2 separate regions of the Mus musculus genome follow, and region 1 is linked to region 2. A link is a contact called in public HiChIP or PLAC-seq data. All regions are on one chromosome and are shown on one strand. Each heading gives the region's core, a stretch centred on a gene start, on an enhancer-like site or on the middle of the called end of the contact. The rest is flanking DNA. Distances are from core to core; before and after follow the strand shown. Region 1 overlaps Lpp (LIM domain containing preferred translocation partner in lipoma). Region 2 overlaps Lpp (LIM domain containing preferred translocation partner in lipoma).

Region 1 (3,520 bases), core at 88-2,587, 300 kb before region 2:
ATGCCACCATCAGAGCATTATACTTTGGGAACTTGAAGCGATTTCAATTTGAAGGTTTTGAGAAACATAAAATTAGTTCCTCAGGTCTGGCTTTTCTTGCAAGTGAGATGCCCGTTGTTGAACTGACACTGAATATGAAATATCCTTGGTATAAACAGAACATTCTTCCATTCAGTTCAAAGTGACAATGACAATAAGACTTAAACAAGATAACACAAGTGATAGAAAACATTTTATGGCATACTTCACTTGCCAGCCATTAGAATTGATCAAGTTACCCTTCCTTCTTTTGAGGCACTAGAGAAAAAAAAGGAAAGACCTTTATCAAGAAGAAGAAAATTGTCTTGACATGTACAACTTAGTTTGGCTCCAAAAGCCAAGAAACCAGGACAGCCTAGCAACTCACTGGTCCAAGCTGGCCACCAAGAAAGTAGAAGAAAAATACACTTCCTATATCAGATCCTTTCCAAGTGGAAACCTCTCTGGGCTTGAACACCAGTGTCCATACAGAATAGAGATATTCCCCAATACCAAATGAGAACTCATTACAGGATCATGAACTCAAGACACAGGGGTATGCTAAGTGGGAGATAAGAAAAACAAGAGCGCAGTGGAAAGGGCTCTAGCTGCCATGGCCAAAGGAGAAAGCTGATTTCTCGCCATAAGTGAAAATCTCAAAGGTCCCCATTGAGTTCCCTTGGTGAGTGAGTATCATTCGAAAGAAAGATATCAGAAGCAGGGTTCACCTGGGTTCTCTGGGAATTCTGGAGTCACTTATGTGAATTAGGCAGAATCCTTTATACATATAGGTAGGGATCTAAAAAAGTCATCTTTTGCACAGCCTATAAAACCCAAGATCACACTAGTAGCTCTGGATTATTCCGGAGATTTTTAAGTCAATTTTATTTTAACATCACCTATATACCATGTATCTAGACCAAAAGCTACTATAATGCACAGAACCACAAGGAAGGTTCAATAAATGTTTCCCTATTTATCTTATAAGTTATGGTCCACAGAGAATTTCCTCATGAGTCTAGCTTTTGAACCTCACCACAGCAGAAGGAAAAAGATGTGATATATTTATAACAGACGTACAAATCAAAACATTGAGACTCCAAAATACCAAATGACAACTGCACTCCTATCTTTGACCACAGGCTCTGTGTGCTGACCACATTACACAGTCCCTTCACCTGGTGCCACCTCATGCTTAATTATAAAACAGTGACACTTTATGACAAGTGGAAAGTATGCTTGTGTATCCAAAGCGAAGCTGAGAAGGATCAGGTCAGGACAGCAGTGATATTTTAGGGAAATGACCGGCAGTGACCCTTTTCTTGAAGGAATGTGTTTGAGGTAAACTCAGGGCTCAGATGGTCTGAGTTAATCCTGTGTGGACAGGATGGATGTGATGCCTGCTCTGTGGTCCCCATAGTAACCAGGACTAATGTGAATGCCTCCCTGTCTCACATCTACACCCCTTTTGTTGACACCTAAAGGTGTCCAAAGAGTCTAAGGAGGCAGGGAAAGTGTCTCATAAGCTTGGAATGGCATCAGTACTGACCATGTCCTGAGATAGAAACACAGTAAATCAAACCAAACCCAACAAAGGGCAGGAGGAAGAGAGTGAGAGAATTAATCTTCGTTTCTGATGAATAGTTCGTTGTGGGAAATAATCTATTGTTAATAAAAGATTCATTAATAAGTCCTATTTTGCAATTGGACTGATAGACACAATGTCAAGCCCCTTAGATAATTGTGCCAGGGACCATGTATGTATAGTAAGCACTGTATGGGGACTACTAGTGCCATCCCAAGGTAAGCTTTATCATTCATAGGACAGGACTGGAGATATCAACATGGAGACAGATGGATGGCAAAGGCCTGTTTTCAACTCTACTGCCCTCTGCTAAAGAGTGGATCAGCATTAGGGAGCCCAGAAGTAAACAGTATGAAACTAGAGTTCTGGTTGTATGACAGGGAAGGCAAATGCATGAAAAACATCAATATTTGTTGAAGATCCACTAAAGGACAAGCATTAAGAGAGACACTAACATGATGTCTTGGTTTAATAGATGTCAATACCCAGATAGGCACATGATACTCACTGTGAGATCCAGGGAGGGGAAGGACTGAGTCACACACAATAGCACAGGATGCAGAGAGGAGATCTGAACTGAGACTGAAGTAATTTAAAAACAATAATGGGTCTGGTGGATTATTCTATAGTTTCTGTATTAGGTACTATGCTATTGCAGTGATAAAATACCATGACTGAAGCACCTTGTAGAAGGAATGGTTTATTCAGGCTTCCAGCGGGATTAGAGTCAACCAAATCATGCGGGGCAGCATGGCAGCTAACAGCTAGCATAATGGCTGAAGCATCTGAGAGCTTCATCTCCAAAAGAAAGTAGGAGGCAGAGAGAATACTTAAGAAAGGGTACCAGACTTTAAGCTCCACCTCCTGTGAATACTTCCTCCAACAAGACCATATCTCCTATACACCCCAAATGTCACCCCCAATGGTGGACCAAGGATTCAAATGGCAGAGAATATGGTATTCAAACCATCACAGCTTTGTAATGATTTTCTGGGTTTGTGGGAGACAACATTTTGTTCATTTTGGGGCTTTATCAAATGGGGCATTAGAGAAGGAGCTGGCTAAGGGAGATTTCAGATGTAGTAAGGCTTCTGTTTCTAGGCAGCCCGGTGCTTCTGCTCGCTAAATGTGTAAGATAACGATTTTGTGATTGCTCGAAACAAGCCAGGTTACCAGAGATAAGGCTACTTGGACATCTTTACTTTCATGCACAGTTTTAATTCCCCAGGTCAGTAGGCTCACTAGTGAAACTGAGACTATAGCAACTCTGCCTTAAGCCATTCACAAAGTTATAGATTAGATCAAGTAAATTTATATGACCCCATATAATCAATTAAAAAATATTATTAGTATTTTTGATTTTTGAAGGGCTAGCCTGTAGGACTGTATTTGTAGTCCCCAGGATTCTTTCAGTATATATAACTCTAGGATTGGTTTTGTATGATATCACTACTGCAGGCAAGCAACTGACACATCTTAGGTGAAACCTTGAGGGAAACTGAGGAAAGACTTGATGCTTGGATCACTGACCAAGCGCAGTACCATATCCTACCCATACTACTTACTTTGGGCAACAAACCTGATATCAAGAAAGAAATTGTTCTGGATTAAAGTGGGCCCTGCATATAATGTAAAACTCAGAAGGTATCGTAGGCTACCTTAACTTTAATTTCATCACAGCCAAAATGTCATAAAACATTTTCCTACAAATTTACTTGAGTTTACATTCATTAATCCAATATAAATTATTTTAAGTATTCTTTGCAAGTCATTTTTAATCTCTTCTTTCTTTTATTTACTTTTAATTTAGTATTTTTACTTATTTACTTTACATCTTGCTCAGCTACCCCTCCTGTCACCCCCTCCCACAATTCTTCCTCCAAGGCCCCTCCCCTTCTCCTTCTTCTCCTTGGCAGG
Region 2 (3,293 bases), core at 524-3,023:
GCTGGAGCTGGAGCACAGTGTCACATGATCACAGCTGGAACTGGAGCTGGAGCACAGTGTCACATGATCACAGCTGGAGCACAGTGCCACATGGACACAGTTAGAGAAGCATCAGCTGGTCACTGAGGAGATGAAACCCATGTCTACCTTCCACTGCCTGGATAAATTCAGCCTGAAGTTTCCCTAAAAGCAGCTTAGAAACTGCACTATTCTTCTCATGGGTACGCCTATGACAGAGGCTTTTGTCCCCAGCACTGGAGCAACGGCTTCCTGAGAGTATCCCTGTCACTGCAGTGTTATAAACAGCTATGATGGACTGGCCAGCAGCCCAGTAGTTTCCAAGATAGGCGAGTCTAGACTTAGGTATGAAGGCCTGAGGAATGCTGGGTATCGAACCTACTGAGAGAACTGTCCAGAGAAGGCCAACAAGGCTAACACTTAGCCCATGTGGGCCCATCTGCACAGATGCCAAGTTCTCAGGTTTGGGAGATGGACAGAGGCAAAAGACAGAAGGCAGGGCACAGTCACCAAGTCTCCACATGAAGCATTTAACACAGTGGCTTCTATAGTGGGTCCCATGGAGACAAACCAATGTGGACGGCCGACTTAGCCCAGGGTAGAAGCCAAGGAGATTTTTGTTAAGAGTTTTTAAAAATGGATCCCAGTGAGAGAAACAGAAAACACTGAGGCTAAAGGATTTATCAGCCCTATCACAACCAGTTGAAACCTTCAGAATAAGCAGCGTTGTTCAGGAAAAGGCCTTCTGTCTCTAGGCAGGACCCTAAAGGAAAGAGCCAAGCTGTATGAGGAGACATGTCTGACTCCTCAGATGCTTTGTGGAATACCAAGGGGAAATCTCTCATAGGTAGCCACAGTGTGCATGGGTTCTTCATTCCTCCTTCTATGTGCCAAAGTGGACATTATCAGCTCTAAGCAAGTGTGGCCGAAGGTCAGTCAGGACCCTTTAACCTGCCCAGTGACAGCAACAAAAAGTGCTACATAAGTGAGTCAGAAAATACTTGGGGAAGCACTACTCAGCTGGATGCATGAAGAGCCACCTACACTGCGACCACTGGAGCTGTCCTGACTTTCAGGACATGCAGAAGCCTGGGTTTTAAAAAGATGAGGGAGCCAGATAAATAAATAAACAGAAATCTCCCAGTGACTCATGGAAGCTATTAGTGAGAAAGTTATGCTCACAATAAAAACTTGATATTCTCCCTTCTCTCGCCTTCCGCCTCCCAGCCCAGAAGACACAAGCCCAAGAGGAAAAGAGGGTTCCAGGGACAGGTGCATGCTGACAGCCCCGTGAGAGCAGGGTGTTCTGTCTGTCACTGGGGAGGACGTTGACGGGGGAGTCATTGTTCCAGTTCTTTTGAGACTTTAATAAACAAGAGAGAGAAATAGCTCTCTTGTCCCAGCCCTGGTTTTATATCTGGTCCCATTTGGTTACGCATTTGGTAGTGAGCAGTTTGCTACACATCCAAGGGTTGCAAGCACCGCGGTCGCAGGCACCGCACAGCCTTTCCATCTACAAAACGTATCATCTGTCTGTGAGGCAGGAGGCCCAGCTGGAAAAAGCCAGTTCTGTGCGTTCAGCTAGAAAGCACCTTCTTGTGCTCGCTGTCAAAATAATTTTGTATTAAACTTCTGGGATATGTGACTAATGTGCTTGGAACCCTTTCGAGCGACTGGCTTATTTATTTAAGGGAGTGGAGGGCTGTGGCTGCAGCTGCTGGGGGTGGCTGGTGACAGAGAGAGAGAGGAGGGGGAAGAGGGCGGGAGAGGAGGACAACCACAAGGGCTTGCACTGGGTCAGATCCTAGGGCTCAGTGCAGCGCCAGGGGCCTTGCTGCCACACTTCATTATAGGAGCATGAGAAGGAGCTGAGCCAGGCAGAACAAGGAAAGGAAAGGCCTGTAAAGTCAGGCAGGCACACTGCCCAGAGGTACAGCTGCGTAACCGTTCCTAAAAAGACTGAAATACACAAAAAAAAAAAGGAAAACAGCATACACACACACACAGAGTAATCTTGCAACAGCCCTTCCCCAAATCCACTGTAACAGCTCTGCACAACTTCTAGAAGAAAGTCCCCAGCATTGTAGGAAGGCCCTGGAAAATTTGTTGATTGGAGGCAAATGCCTCACCCCCATGCCCATGCATTCCAGCCTGCCAGTCCCACGTCCCTCTACAAACCTTCATTCCCCTTCTATACTCTTTGGCTTAATTAGAAACTTCTCTTTCCTTTACCAAACTAACAGGCCACTCTCACTCACACAGAGCGCCCAGGTCTGTCACAGCACTGAAGACTCTGCAGCCAGCCTCCAGGGATGCTCAGCTGTAGAGTGATCACAGCTTCCCCCACCACTGAAAACCTTCCCCAAAAGCCAGTATCCAGAGGGCACACACAGCATGAGGTCCTTACAATGGGCATCCCCAAAAGTTCCCTCAAGGCCTGCATCCACATGCAAACATGTGCCCACAGGTGAGTTTCCTTCTTATATGCTCTTGGGCAAACCTTCAACAGTCAATGTTAAGAAACACAAAGAGCTAAAAAACAGTGCACACTGAAAGGCTATGAAACTAACTCCTGCCAAGCCTCTAACGTCAGCTCTTCAAAACAGTCCTGCTCTCTTCCCTGGAACCGGTTGTACCAGGCAGTGCTCCTCTTCTGGCTGCAACTGGACATGGCAAAGGACTGGCGCATTAACGGGGAGAGAGGATTGCAGCCAATAGGAAACAGATGAGCCAAACGCATACGTGCATCTAACACAACCTTTTTTAACCCAACGATAATTGCAGATTTACATCACCTGCTTATCCTGTGTATATCTGTCTGTCTGTCTATCTGTCTGTCTGTCTGTCTGTGTCTGAATCTCAGCAGCCACTAACTGGAATGAAGCTCAAGGGAAGGAAGAAGGCATGCAAGCCTGGGAAAGTGATCAGGACACAGAAACAACAAGGGAGCTGCCGCCTCAGCTCTGCCTTGCCAACCTCCTTCATTGAGGCATCTATGCAGAATTGTTGGCAAAGGAAGTTTCCAGAAAACCATTTTCACTTTCTCTCCACAAACTCCACCTCCCTACTCCACCTCAGACCCACTTCAGGTCACATTTTATGCCACTTAAGGGAAAAGGTTTCTTGAGGGAACAGCTTTATGGTCCAGAGGATATCCTAGTCTTGTTCCATTTCTCAGATGCCACAGCTCCCCTCTCCTCAGCCTGGCCTTGCTGTCATGACAGTGGTGCTCTTGCCCCAGATCCACCCTCTTCCTGACTCCAAAGCTCCTTACT

Evidence for each region. HiChIP or PLAC-seq counts read pairs in DNA pulled down with a chosen protein or histone mark.
Region 1: an H3K27ac HiChIP or PLAC-seq map of heart atrium shows a contact between it and region 2, with 2.7 times the contacts expected there. The contact joins two enhancer-like sites. A contact is called at or near these places in 3 of 484 Hi-C or Micro-C datasets (brain, myocytes and psoas muscle) and 3 of 115 datasets of contacts at active chromatin or transcription factors (CD8 T cells, cardiomyocytes and heart atrium).

What each region holds. Positions count from the first base shown.
Region 1 is chr16:24,786,873-24,790,392 of GRCm38.p6, reverse strand. All of the region lies in intron 8 of Lpp (LIM domain containing preferred translocation partner in lipoma), which reads right to left. Among named protein-coding and RNA genes, the nearest start is that of Mir28a, 39 kb to the left of the region's middle. Within about 2 kb of position 1,337, at least 6 of the 459 cell types and tissues checked have an H3K27ac peak or open chromatin away from gene starts, as enhancers often do. A contact at or near this core is called in heart atrium, where this site is marked.
Region 2 is chr16:24,489,426-24,492,718 of GRCm38.p6, reverse strand. The region is part of intron 3 of Lpp (LIM domain containing preferred translocation partner in lipoma); the gene reads right to left. Among named protein-coding and RNA genes, the nearest start is that of Gm24440, 85 kb to the right of the region's middle. Within about 2 kb of position 1,773, at least 127 of the 459 cell types and tissues checked have an H3K27ac peak or open chromatin away from gene starts, as enhancers often do. A contact at or near this core is called in heart atrium, where this site is marked.